Regions from separate parts of the Callithrix jacchus genome. Here region 1 is linked to region 2. A link is a contact called in public Hi-C data. All regions are on one chromosome and are shown on one strand. The core of a region is the stretch at or near the end of the contact, and the rest is flanking DNA. Distances in the headings are between cores, read along the strand shown.

Region 1 (6,526 bases), core at 3,260-5,759, 130 kb before region 2:
ATCACCGTGATAAAAACAAGAATATACCGTGTTCCCCGTCTTTCAGGTGTACACAAAGCTGTCTAATTCAGTACTTAAAACACACAGGGACTCAAAAAGCAACATCTGAGTTGGAGTAGCTTGTGGAAAATGCAAGTGAAGTTCTATAGGCAGTCTTATTAATGACAAGTCTGGTAAAAAAAGATTGTAATTATTACAATAGCCAGCATTTATTGAGTGGATCCCATATGCTAGGTATTATTTGTAGATTATTTATAACAAATTCAAGAAATAGGTGTTCTTGGTATCCATAATTTATCCTCATCTGTGGATGGTGCTACTTGCTTTAGATGTATGATATGGGAGGTAGAGACAGAATTAATTAACTTGTCCTGTAGAAGGTGGTGTCTATAGTCAGTGGCTTTACCTGTGTGCTACTTTCACTGATGGTTGATTCTCTTTGTAGGGTATTTGTGAACCAGGAAACCCTCCTGGAAGGATTGCCATTATGATGTGGTTTCTATGTCTGTTACTGTGTTATACGAATCCTTTTTCTCCCCGCATGGGAAGACACACACACTGTTAGAAGAGAAATTCTACCTTCCAACTTTGTTTTCATTCTCCAGTCACTTGACTGTCATGCTGAGCTTTTTATGCTGCAATTGTTACGAAAGATCTGAATAGTGCAGCTTAAGTGCCATGGAGATGCCTGGGGCCTGAAGCAGGAAGATTTAGCATCTAGGTTCTGTTCTAAGGCTTGGTCTGGTCACCTGCCACCAAGGAGGCAGTCTTAAGCAGCAAGCTTAAGATCAGGACTTTGGTATGGAGAAAGCTGGGTTTGAAGCCCAGCTCTGTGTCTCACATGGGGAACGAATTCTGGAGCAAATTAATATCAGTGACCTAAGCTTGTTGTTATGGACTGAATTGTGTCCCTCCCAAATGCATATGTTGAAGCCCTAACCCCTAGTGTGACTGTATTTGGAGACAGGGTCTTCATGGAGATAATTAAGGTTAAATGAGGTCATAAGGGTGGGGCCCTAATCCAAGAGGACTGGTGTTCTTATAAGAAGAGGAGACACCAGAGATCTCATTCTGCATGCACAAAGAAGAGGCCATGAAGGGACATGGCAAGAAGGTGTCCCTATGAGACAGCAAGAGAGGGCTCACGTGACACTAACTCTGACTGCACCTTGTTCTTAGACTTCCAGCATCAGAACTGTGAGAAGATAAATTTCTGCTATTACAGCCACCCAGTCTGTGTATTCTATTATTGTGGCCCTCGCTGGCTAATACACCGGCAAAGCCCGCTTTCCTCTGAAGTGCCATTATGATAGTAGTCCCCATCCTATGGGTTCTGAGAGGGGCCACATAAGAGGCTGAGGACAGTGCCTGGCACACGGCAAGAGTTTGATGATTTCAGTTACTATCGTGAATACTGACGTGTGGCTTTCTCCCCAGTCGGCTGGGCATGACAGTCCCACCTCTCACATGGTAGGCAGGAGGCCAAAATGAGACCTGTGCCTTTTAAGCCTTGCCTGATGACAGAAGAGAGTACACACCTACCTGGGACAGGGGTACAAGAAAGGTCTGCTGGAATCCCTTTTTTTTTGAGACAGAGTTTTACTTGTGTCACCCACAGCGGAGTGCAATGGCTCAATCTCCACTCACTGCAACCTCTGCCTCCCTGGTTCAAGCGATTCTCCTGTCTCAGCTTCCCAAATGGCTGGGATTACAGATGCCCACCACTACGCCAGGCTAATTTTTGTATTTTTAGTAGAAATGGGGTTTCACCATGTTGGCCAGGCTGGTCTCAAACTCCTGACCTCAAGTGATCTGCCCACCTTGGCCACCCAAAGTGCTGGGATAAAAGGCATGAGCCACCACACCCAGCCTGGAAGACTTTTTGAAGTCTCACGTTTTATCTTAAAATGCATGCAGATTTTGCATTCTGATTCATAACATGGTTGTGTTTACAATTATTTATCAGAGTAGAAAACTGAGGATCCAGGCAGTTAAACTGATTTTGTGTGCCCCAGCCTCAAGACCACTTTACTTGAGATGGCCTTTGTAAGTCACAAAGGACTGATCTGATGTGAGGAATTAGTAGTATTCTCTTTTTAAAAGTCAACGTTGCTGTACAAGTAATCAGTTTGAGGTGCACTATAAAGTGTGTTGTATTTTACTAATGAAACCACAAACCACTGCTAGAGCTCCTCAGCAGTGGTTTAATTAGTAAAATACAGCACACTTTATAGTGCACCATGTGCCAGGCATGGTGTCAGCAGATTCATCACAATAGATCCATCCACTCCTTGCCTTCCTGAAGCTGACTTCCGGGTAAAGAGACACTGAAGAGTCAGATAACTACATCTATAAAGTTGTGACAAGAGGTGTGAAGGATGATAGTATGCTAGAAAAGCCTGCAGGAAGAGAGCAGGTCAGAGCCCTCCCAGGTTCTCAGCACCAAGGGATTCCTAGGAAGAGTGCTCTGGAGGCAGCCTTCTGACCTGGAGGTGTTGGTTACCAAGCATTTAAAGTGAAGTGAACTATTGTCACCCTCTGTCTTAGGATGACACAGTGCACTTTCTACAAGCCTGAGTTAGGTATAGAATTTTTTTTACTGGAGATCAGACAGGGTGGTATTTATAAACTGGCGGGGAGAGAGGTGGTGGAAGGGTGGCGGAGTTGGGGGGTGGGTAGGAGTGTGAAGGGGAGGGTGGATGGTGCTATTTGCTTTAGACATATGATGTGGGAGGTGGGAACAGCATGACTGAGGGGCAAGAGAGGTGCCTCTTCTCTTTGTTTTTCCTCCCTAATGTACACTCTCTGCACACTTGCCTAGAAATCAGTTAACAGGTGGGAACAGCTTTACAAAACTAGGCCTCAGTTGCCAAAGAACCAAACAGAAGCCCCCTCTCTTTCCTGCCTGCGCTTCCCAGCCCTTGAAGAAGATGAATGCGGTATTTTGTGTTGGGGAGGATCAGGTGGGGAGGCTGAACTGGAAGCCAGGAGTCCCCTCTGGCCCTCTAAGCTCGCCAAGCCCGACTTTCCCTGTAACAGGAGTGCGGGAGGTTATCCCACACCTGCTCTGGGCTCATTCCTGCCCCAGTACTTACTAATTGTTCCCATGCCGCTGTTTCCCTCCTTTTTTCCTCCCTTGAAGGGCTCAGCACAGCAAACAGGCAGATGGGGGAGAAGCGTGAGATTATCATGGGGAGAGGAGGGAATTTTCCATGATCAATAACAACACTTCCCCTGTTGGCACAGCACTCACCGGTTTATCTAGTGCCTTCACACCTGTGATCTCTTTGGATCCCGGAGGTGCAGACTGAGACCCTGAGGTTCCGATTCCCAGCCTTTGACACTGTTTCCATGTCCAAGTAGGTCACTTCTTTACAGACACACACACTCCCATTTGGCCACTTTACTTAAAATCTGCTCTGTGGAAGCGGTGGCTCATACCCCTAATCCCAGCAATTTGGGAGGCCAAAGTCGGCGGATCACCTGAAGTCAGGAGTTCTAGACTAACATGGTCAAACACCTTGTCTTCTAAAAATACAAAATCAGCCAGGTGTGGTGGTGCACGCCTGTAGTCCCAGCTACTTGGGAGGCTGAGGCATGAGAATCGCTTGAACCCGGGAGGCAGAGGTTGCAGTGAGCCGAGATCACGCCACTGCACTCCAGCCCGGGCTACAAGAGTGAAACTGTCTCAAAACAAAACAAAGCAAACAAACAAAAAGAGATATACGCTGGCCCCCAATGAATGCCGCCCTCTTGGCTCACGTCAATCTCAATTTCAGAAGTCCCTCCACCTCGGTGAAACGTCTACTAAACACATTGGAAAAAAGTCCGCAAGGTGCCTGGGAGACTATCTAGTCCAACTTTGTCGCCGGTCAGGGAGAAGGGCCTGGGCCGAGGACACAGCTGGTCCGGGACAGAGCCACCCCCCGCCTCCTCCCTCGCTCGCTCGCGCACACATGCACACGCGCGCCTGCTCACGGCGCTCTTCCTTCTCCCAGTGCCCCGGGTAGCTGCAAACTTGGGTGCCCTAGGGCTTCTCCCCAGGGGCTTCCCACGGCGGGTGTTGAACCTGTAAACCTTGTCTTCCCCTTTAGAATGGAAGGCGGCGGGAGGAGCTCGCGGTTCTCCAGAATCGAGAGGGGGATCTTTTATGAAGTTACAAATCCTCAGCCTAGGAAAACTCCGATTTCACACACGGGAGGCGACTCGGCCCCAGGACACGGGCATTGACATGCACTGGGTCGTCCCGGCAGCTGGAGGCACCTGTGCTCCAGCGCCGCGTCTCCCAGTCCCCTCCGACCGTTCCTCAGCCCCCGCCCCACCTTCCGCCTCTCTCCCTTCTCTTCCTCTCCCGCTCGGATCGCCGGGTCTCGCTTTCCCGCCCGGCGCAGCAAATGCGGGGGCCGTGGCCCCTCTTACCCCGGCCTCGGTCCATGGCGTCGGCCGGGTCCCCGGGGCGCGGGCAGCAGGGCGCAGGGCTCCGGCGCCGCTGGTGGCGACGGGCGCGCTGCGCTCTCGGGCCCGCCCTGCGGCTGGCGCTCTCCGCGGTCCCCTCCCCCCGACAGGATGCTCGCCGGCCGCCCCCGCCCCGCCCGCGCCCGCCCCTCCGCGCGGCTCCCGGAATAGACCCGAGCACGCCTCACCCCCTGGGCCGCCGGCCGCTTCCCCGCGGTCCCGCACACGCCCGCGCCGCGCCCTGCCGCCCTCTGGCCCTCCCGCCCTCCGCGGCGCTCCCGCTGGGGCCGGAGGACCCGCTTCCCCGTCCGCACGCGTTGGTTCCCGCGCCCGCGCGGCCCGCCACAGCCCGGACCCAGGTGGTGTGCGGCTTTGCCCGCGCTCCTCTAGCGACGCGGGCTCACCACCGTGCCCCGCAGCCCGCCCCATCCCGGAATGCGGAGGCCGGTGCAGCGCGTTTTCATCCGATGTATTCAAAACCCCCTTCCCTGCAGCCGGCCGCCTCCGGTTTCCTGGCTTTGGGTTTGTCTTCTTTCGCCGCGGGTCTTTTCTGAGCGCCTTCTAAGCCAGGGAGTGGGCCCGTGGCGATGTAGGTGCAGTGGCGGTGGTGTTGCGAAAGGAGAGTGAAAGAATAACAAAGATCTTCAGAAAGAAAAGCACCTAGGAAAGCGAGAGAGGCTTGCTGAAAGGTGGACAAGGGTTTGGGACACTTTCAACTAAAACGTGAAAACATACGAGGAACTGGGAGAATTCAGAAAAAGAGTAGAAAAATAAAACACGAAAACATGTAAAACAGAGTGATTAAAAAATGTGGAAACGAACGCTTTCAGCATACAAAATACAGTGCAATGTAAGTGCAGTCTTCCCAAGATTGTGGAAAATATCGCTATGACTCGTGTGGAACAGTAATGGAATTTAAGTTTAAAGCTGTATGAAGAACGTCAACTTCTTCACCTTATTAGGATATCCCTGTGAAAATAGGTCTCACTCATTTATATGTAATATCGAACGTCTGACTTTAAGACCCTTTGTCAAGTCCAGGACCAATTGTCCTCCTAGACACCACTCCTCCCACCAAGGGCCAGGCCATGGTTTTCAGCTTTGAGCAGTCCGCTGTTCCCTTCTTAGAACATTCTGGAATGGTGAACACCAACCACAAGGTATGGAGGCAAGAAAAGACCTGGGAAGGAGCATCTTGTATTTTCCCGGACTGGAAATATTTTCTCTATTGCTTTTGTGGGGAAATTGAAATTAACATTGTCTTTAAAAAATTGCATCAGTAATTTATTTAGTGTGTATGTGTGACAGCACTCCGACTAAACGTGGTGTTGTGAACATATGAAAACCTGTGCATGGGCTCTTGTTCTATTAGTTTGGTGCAAAAGTAATAGTGGTTTTTGCCATTGAAAGTAATGGCAAAAAACGCTATTACTCTTGCACCAATCTAAATACTACATAGTATAATAACTTTTCATCAGTGAGGTTTTCTTGCTCATCTGTGCTATGGGGAGCCTCATGATAGGACAAATGAAATGATGATACAGATCCTCTTTATAAACCACAAACAGCTATAAAATATGAGCCATTATTATTTTCTGAGTTCTTCTTTGTTGCTGTCCCCTTTTCCAATTTGAAAAGGTCAGTTTAAATTCTACAGCAGCCAGCCAACAGTTTACAAGTGGATTAAGTTTTAAAAGTTATCGGACTAGCTCACTAATTCTTCTAAAAACATAATATTTCTTTGAAATAGTTTAGGAAAACAGTATGAGATGTTACTGTTGCCAAAACAGAGACTTTTGTAGAGATTTTAATTTTTATAATGTTTAAACAATATTTAAGATAGAGAAGAGGTTTCACTATGTTGCCCAGGCTGGTCTTGAACGTCTGAGCTCAAGTGCTCCTCCCGCCTCCGCTTGCCAAAGTGCTAGAATTACAGGCATGAGCCACCACGCCCGCCCTGTAGAGATTTTTAAAGAGAACTTTCAAGGACTTCGGAGACATACTCAGAGAATCGGAACAAAAGAGTAAAAAAGGCTAAGGAAAATTTATGCATGTCCATGGAATAATTTAT
Region 2 (6,679 bases), core at 790-3,289:
TGCAGATGCAAACATGTGACCCACTAGATAGGGGCTACAGGATTTTGCTCTTTTCCTGAGCCGGGTATGAAGCCAAAACACCATTCCAGCCTGTCAAAATCAAAAGGCAAAATTCTTTGGCTGTAAGAGGCAGAGGGAGTCCAGCCACATTCGCTTGCTTAGCATCAATATGTAATACACAAAGGAAGGCAGACGAGAGATGAGTCATACAAATACGTAGTAAATAAATATATTTCATTTTCATCTCAGTAGCTTTTGCTTTTTTTTTTTTTTTCTCTTTTCTATGCCATCAGTCTTGAAATGGAGGTGGGGGTGGGGTAGGGTATGTGAGGAAATAGTAGGCTTTAGCTGGATAGTTTCAAAATGGTCTGGATAGTTCTGGCCTTGCTGCTCAGCTCTAGCTTTTTAAGAAAAAACCTTGTAGATTCTTAGATTAGAAGGCTTTCTAATTCAACACCTCTCACTGTACAGATGAGCAGTCTGAGATGCAGAGAGGGGACTGACAACAAAGTCACAGACCCAGGGGAGTGACTGTGTGTAGGGATTCTCTGGTTCAACAGCCTCATGCGATGCTGGAATGACCTAGACAGGTTAAGCTGACAAGAGGGCAGGAGAGTGAGTCTGGAACCGAGACGTGCCCTCCCAGGTCACAGCACCTCTGCTGTGCCCACGGCTAAAGGGACTACACTGAAGAGAAACAGACTGTGCCTTCTCGTGTTTCGGACTGCATTCTCAGTAGCTGAGGCCCAACCTGGCAACAAAATATCTGGTCCTGGCTTTGCAGGCAGTTGTTGCCTCTGGCATGTTAGAGTGCTTGGCCAAAGGACTGTTCCTGTCCTCTTGTTCTCAAGGATAGCTAACCAGCCTGCAGGAATGCAGAAACCAGCCCTGGGCCCACCGGGCTGCAGGCACACGGGAGCTTTCACCATCTCCAGATCCAAAGGTGGCCTGGTGATGATTTGTTTATCAAACTGTCGATTCCCAGCCCACTGCCAGCCCACACCCACCTAATCCACCCATCTGCCCACAGGCCAGCCTCCCTGCTCTTGCCACCTCTGGGGCAGGCAGGGCCCTCCATGGTTTTCCAGATGTGTGCAGGGAGGTCTCCTCAGAGCCCCCACAGTCAGACAATGGCCACACACTGCTTCCTAGGCCTTCCCAGGCAGTGCTAGAAAGAGACAAGCAGCCTTCCCAGCAGAGGCAACCGGCGCCGCTGATAAAATATTGGCAAAACGATCACGAAAGGCAGAGTCATGAAGCTTTCCCTCTGCCAAGGAGAACAGAAAGCACCAAAAAGGAGCCTGAGGGTCATGTGTCCAGAGATGCCAGGCTTCCTTCCTCCTTCCAGGCGGCCCGAGCGCAGGATCCCGCACCTCCCGCCCCCACCCCTGTTCCCATGGCAAAGGAGAGGAGGATCCACTTACTGCTAGTGTTCATGGTGATGTCTCTGCACTGGGTCTTTCATTCAATACGGAGGCCCCGGCTGCTTTTTAAATCTTCCGTTCTTCGGACCTCACTCATCACCTGGGGGGTGAAAAGGCAGTCCAGTGCCAGCTCTGTATCCTCAGGTGCTCTCTCTCCCTCTGCTGTCCCTTCTCTCTCTGGGCTGTAGCCACTGGCCTTGAAGGCGCGTGGACTAATACGCGCAGGTGAGAGCGAGGAGGAGGAGGAGGAGGAGGAGAGGGCAGGACACCGGCGCCCCGGTCCTCCTGCTCCTCAGATCTGAACCCCGGGCAGAAGTGGGGTTGGCAGCGCCTGCTCGCGCGCACCCCGCACTATTCCTGCCCAGCGGCTCCGGAGCCCAAAGGGGGTGTGGACCACAGGGAGGCAGGGCGGGGGCAGCGCGTCCCCGCCCGGCCTCAGGGAGCAGCGACCCGCCCCGGAACCCACCTCTCGGCCAGTGTCGGGAGCCAGAGGCCCCTGCCCCGGCCCCTGCGACCGATTCATGAATCTTGGTCCTCTTCTGGGGTCTCGAATTCCAGGGCGAGCAATGCGAAATAGGAGAGCTCGACATCCATGATGCGGGCTCGCGGGTTGGCAGCGCGGGGGGCGCGGCCGCTCGCTGCTGCCACCTGCTGGACGCACCGGCGCGTATCCGAGGCCCCGCCCCGCCGGGCTTCTGCCTGGGCCCTGGGGTGCGATGGGGGATGGACGGGACCCTGTGTCCTGGGACCAACGAGAGGGTGCTTGAGCGCTTGTTTTCCCTCCCTTGATTCTGAGGTCTAAGGACTCGACAATGACAGGGAAAGAAACATCATTGGTGGTGGTGGTGGTGGTGGTGGGGGGGGCGTGAAGGAAAGCCTGGCTTTGCAGGAAGACAGTTTCCATCCGGCCTGCTGCTGGAAAGCTTGGTGCAGTCTAGGCTTGAGGCGATCACTACCGTCGCTGCCTCGTCTTCCTCAACTGTGAATGTGGCGTCCGGACAAGTGGATGAGACAATAAGGGGCTCCCCAGCCTCCCAGCCTGTGTCCCCTGTTCCCTCACTGATTCCCTTTATCCCCGATCACCGACTCATCATTAGAATTATTTATTACTCCTTTTCCCCACAAGAATGTTAGCTCCATGAATGATTGGGTCTGTCAGTAGGGTTCACCTACAGGGCCAGGCATGTAGTAGCTACCAATAAATATTTGTTGACAGAGCAACCCAGACATTTTCTGGGTTTAATATTACACAGCCCTAAGAGTAGACTGCCTAGGCACCCCACCCTGAAACACTTCCCCATCTGAGGAGAACAGCAGGTATGTGGTCTCACAGGTCCACGCCAGTTTCTGTATGGTCAACCAACTATTCCCCCAAGTTTTTTTTTTTTTTTTTTTTTTTTTTTTTTTTTTTTGTAATTATATCTTATAGGTGTGTATTTTAGAAGTTTATATTCCAAAGTTTTTAGGTCATAATTGATTCAGTGGGGTAGGGCTCTTGACATTCCTGTGACTACTTACTCTGTCGCTTTCTGCACCTAATTCATGATCACAGAAGCATGACTTTTGAGTGCCAAAAAGCAAGACTGAGAGGACACATGATCCTTGTCTATAGCATGACCCCAATTAGAGCATGTGCAGACTCAAAGGCTGTGAATAATCACAGCCCCAGCTTAGACAAGGAAACAGTGGGTCAGAGAGGCTGGGCAACCTGCCCTAGGACACACAGCATCTTGTGGCAGAACTGGACCACATCTTCTCACTTCTAGCGTAATCCTATGTGAGAGTGGCTCAGTGCACTAGAGTCTGGGAGGTTAGTGTAAGATTGGGTAGCTGGCCTATTAAAATTGGGGAAAGAATAACTTTCAGGTAAATACAATGTTTCTACCTTACACAGGGAGGAAAAAATTGATAAAATTGATATGGCTCATGACCCCAAGAGGTGATCACCATTAAAGAATCTTTAGGTAAACTCAAGGATCAATGGATTTGAAACACATTTGATAGCTTGTTAGGAATTTTGTCCAATGGGGTGGAGGTAAAATTAGCCCTAACGTCCTCACAGGTATTCTCAAAATGTTGTATATGTACCAGACACCTGAGACACCTCCAATAATGCAGATTCTCAGACTCTGGGCTCCCTTGCACAGCATTTGAAACAAGCATCCCAGGTGATTCATAGCACTTTGCTATTGAAAAGGGCAGAGGCCTAAAATAGCTTTGAGAACATAAGTGATTAGCAAATATTTAAATTATTCCACTTTATGTGTCCCCTACATTATAAGATGGAATTTCCTTATTCAATTCCCAAGTTGCAGGTAACTTACTAGGTTCTAATTCTTGGAAAAATATATTTTTCTGAGAGAAAGTTTAGATAACTTAGACATGTAAAATTAACAGTTGTTGTCCATGAACATATTTAGTTATCACCCAAAGCCTCAATGTTCAGAAAATTTCAAATTATATAACATAATCAAATAAAAGCATGATATTGATTCACTAGTTCATTCACTCAGCAATTATTTATTGAGTGTCTACTTTGTAGTAGGCCCAGGGCTGGCTTCTGGGGATACCGTTGAGAACAGGACAGACAAGAGCTCTACCCAGTAATGGATGATTGCAGAAAAAATAAAAAAATAAAGAAAGAAAAAGAACTCCACCCTCATAAGCATAAATCCAGTTCTAGGGTGGCAGGGAGACAATTAACTGAGCAAAACACAAATTAGCTAAACCCGATGGTGTCCTGGGGAAAGCCCAGGCGCCGTTTCCAGCCTTCCTGGCTTTTAATCCCAGCTTCATCTCTTTCTGGCAGTCTCACTTTGGGGAAGATAGCCTCTATAAGCCTCAAAGTTTCCACCTGTATGAGGGCACAGTGCCTATCTTTTGGATAGTGTAATGCATGACAAATGAAGGCTTGATGCGTGCTAATTATTAGTATCACCCCTCACTTACACCTGCTCTCAGTGACAGTGCTGTCCTTCTCTACTCATGGAAAGCTGTTAGGCTTTTCCACAGAGTGGTGGCCATGAAACCATGCCTGAACATTTTCTAACTAATGGAGATTAATTGATGAATTCTTCTTGTCTGGGGTTCTCTTTGATAATATATCCAGCTAGATGTCGAAGAATTCAGCTCTTAGGAGAGATCACTGGGTCTTGGACCACTTTGTAAAGCCCAAATAGCATCTGCTGGGGGAACAGTCTTATTTTCTCTGCATAGTTTATAAGGATAGGAAAAAAGGGGTTAAAATAAGCTAAAAAAGCTTTGCCCTTGAGGATGTCCACAACAATCAGGGGCAGCGGGAAAGACGCAGGAGGAAGCTGGGGGTGGGATTCTCTGTGGATTTGGCTGTGAAAGTCATCAGGAGATCAGGGTTGTTGGCCCTGTCTTTGCAGGAGAATGGAGCTGAGACCCTCGGAGCAGAGGATCCCTTTGTTTGGAAGTTTGTTTTGAACGTTAAGAATCTGGAATAGAGATAAACAAGTGTCACCAGGAAACTGGCAAAGGCTCCGGGTGTTGAAAACCATGTGGCAAAATCATTGGGAGACAGACCTTCCAACTTCTTTGAGGGGAAAGAGGAAAGGCTTTGGGGCCAGCTTAACCCATGGCCATGGCCTCGCCCCTCACAGGCTGCTGCTGGGCTCCCATTCGTGGGCTTTTCCTCTCCACGAAGAGCTCCCATCTTTCCTGACTCCCTGTCCCTAACTGGGGTCATCTCGAGCTCTCCTCACTTTCTGCTCCCTGCCTCCCACTGCTGTTAATGACTAAGGCAACTCTTCGGCCCCTAACTTTTTCTCCAGCTGCCTTTCCCTCATTCCAGTCCAGTTGCATCTCTGCTTCCTCCTCATTTTGCTCCTTTCATTTACAAATAAATGCTCACTTGAATATGTACAAAAAACTTTGAATGCAAAGTTTTTCTAGTCTATAAGATGTGGGAGTGGTGGAGAGGGTGCTTGTGGTTCCATAGTTTCTACTTGCCTTCCTTAGACTAGCTGAATATCTCACCAAAGGTGACTACTTGTTTTTTCAGTTTTGAAAAGTAATATGCAGTTGTTAGCAACATGAGACAGATCTATGTGTAATTATGGGGGAGGGTTTTCATAGCATGTGATTAAATAAGAAGAAAATTACAGAAAATATATACAGTATGTTTTTAAAGGTCATGTGTATATGAGGGCAAATGCTGTTGGAGGATTAGACTGGATGATGCCTGCAGCTCCTTTCTCTCTAGTGTTCTTGGTTCTAAGCATAGAGCGGTTGAATCAAGTTTGAAGTTTGGCAGATCTGACCACCTTCTCAGTTGGTGTGGGGACCTTTGTTCCCCTAGGGACACCATAGGTTTGTGCTGAGCCCTAGGCCCTGAACACAGAGCGGACTTCCCACAGGGAATAGTGCTTTGCATGAAGCTCTCTGCATTTCTTTCCCATTTCCTCTCCCTCTCTCTGGGGGATCCCTGAAACCTAGGTGGAATTGACAGGACTCAGACCTGTTTTTCTGGTTGAAACAGCTTTGTGACTGGGCCACTCTTTTCCTCTTGTTCCTCACATTGTTTTGTGGGGGAAATGTTAATAAAACAAAACAAAACAAAAATCAAAGTGGCTCCCAACATCTTTGGGAAGTTTCTGGGGGGAATAAAGGAACTGGCTTTGAGATCAGAGTGCCGGGGGCTGCAGCATGGGCTGCAGGGGAGCTCCAGGCAGATGGCCCCACCATAGTGTTCTGCTGAGGCCTCACACTCACATCTGGCTCTTCCAGCAGAAGGAAGGAGCTAGGGTGGAGCCAGATCAGGATAGGAATTTGGGAGATCTGAAAACTGGACTCAGCGCTACCACTCCCTTGGCTGACCTTCCTGGGCTGTTTTTTATTTTAATGGTAGAACCATGTATAAAAGATGTCAGAGAACATTCTATCCTACTGTTCCATTTTACAGATTAAGCATTGAGGGGCTCACTGTGCTCCTGGGAGCTCCCTTGGCCGTTGAAAGCTTGTCCCTTGACAGGTTTTATGAGTTACTCATTATTGACCCACTTTTTCTTTTCCGCCTTCAGTTCTCCTGCTTGTAGTGCCCACCTTGAATAAAGGTTTCCCTTGAATAAAGCTGGTTATTTCTTCGAGATTCCTTTAAGTTCCATCTTTTTGACTCTGTCCTCAGAGTTCCTCTAGCACTGACTACCCAGGTCAAGCATTGAGAAGGCTCACTCTGTCCCATGCCCCCACCTCATTCCCCTTTGGCTTCCTGAGCAGAGGAAATTTGTTGG

What was found. Hi-C and Micro-C count contacts between places; a contact is called where the count stands out from the background.
Region 1: a Hi-C map of skeletal muscle shows a contact between it and region 2, with 4 times the contacts expected there. The contact joins the promoter of AFAP1L1 here to the promoter of ABLIM3 in region 2. A contact is called at or near these places in 2 of 3 Hi-C or Micro-C datasets (both in skeletal muscle).

The regions. Positions count from the first base shown.
Region 1 is chr2:47,963,700-47,970,225 of calJac240_pri, reverse strand. AFAP1L1 (actin filament associated protein 1 like 1) reads right to left here and starts at 4,509. Exons shown (of 21, transcript XM_078362588.1): 1 at 4,420-4,509.
Region 2 is chr2:47,829,589-47,836,267 of calJac240_pri, reverse strand. It overlaps ABLIM3 (actin binding LIM protein family member 3), which reads right to left and starts at 2,039. Exons shown (of 24, transcript XM_002744352.5): 1 at 1,891-2,039; 2 at 1,425-1,524. The coding sequence starts at 1,437.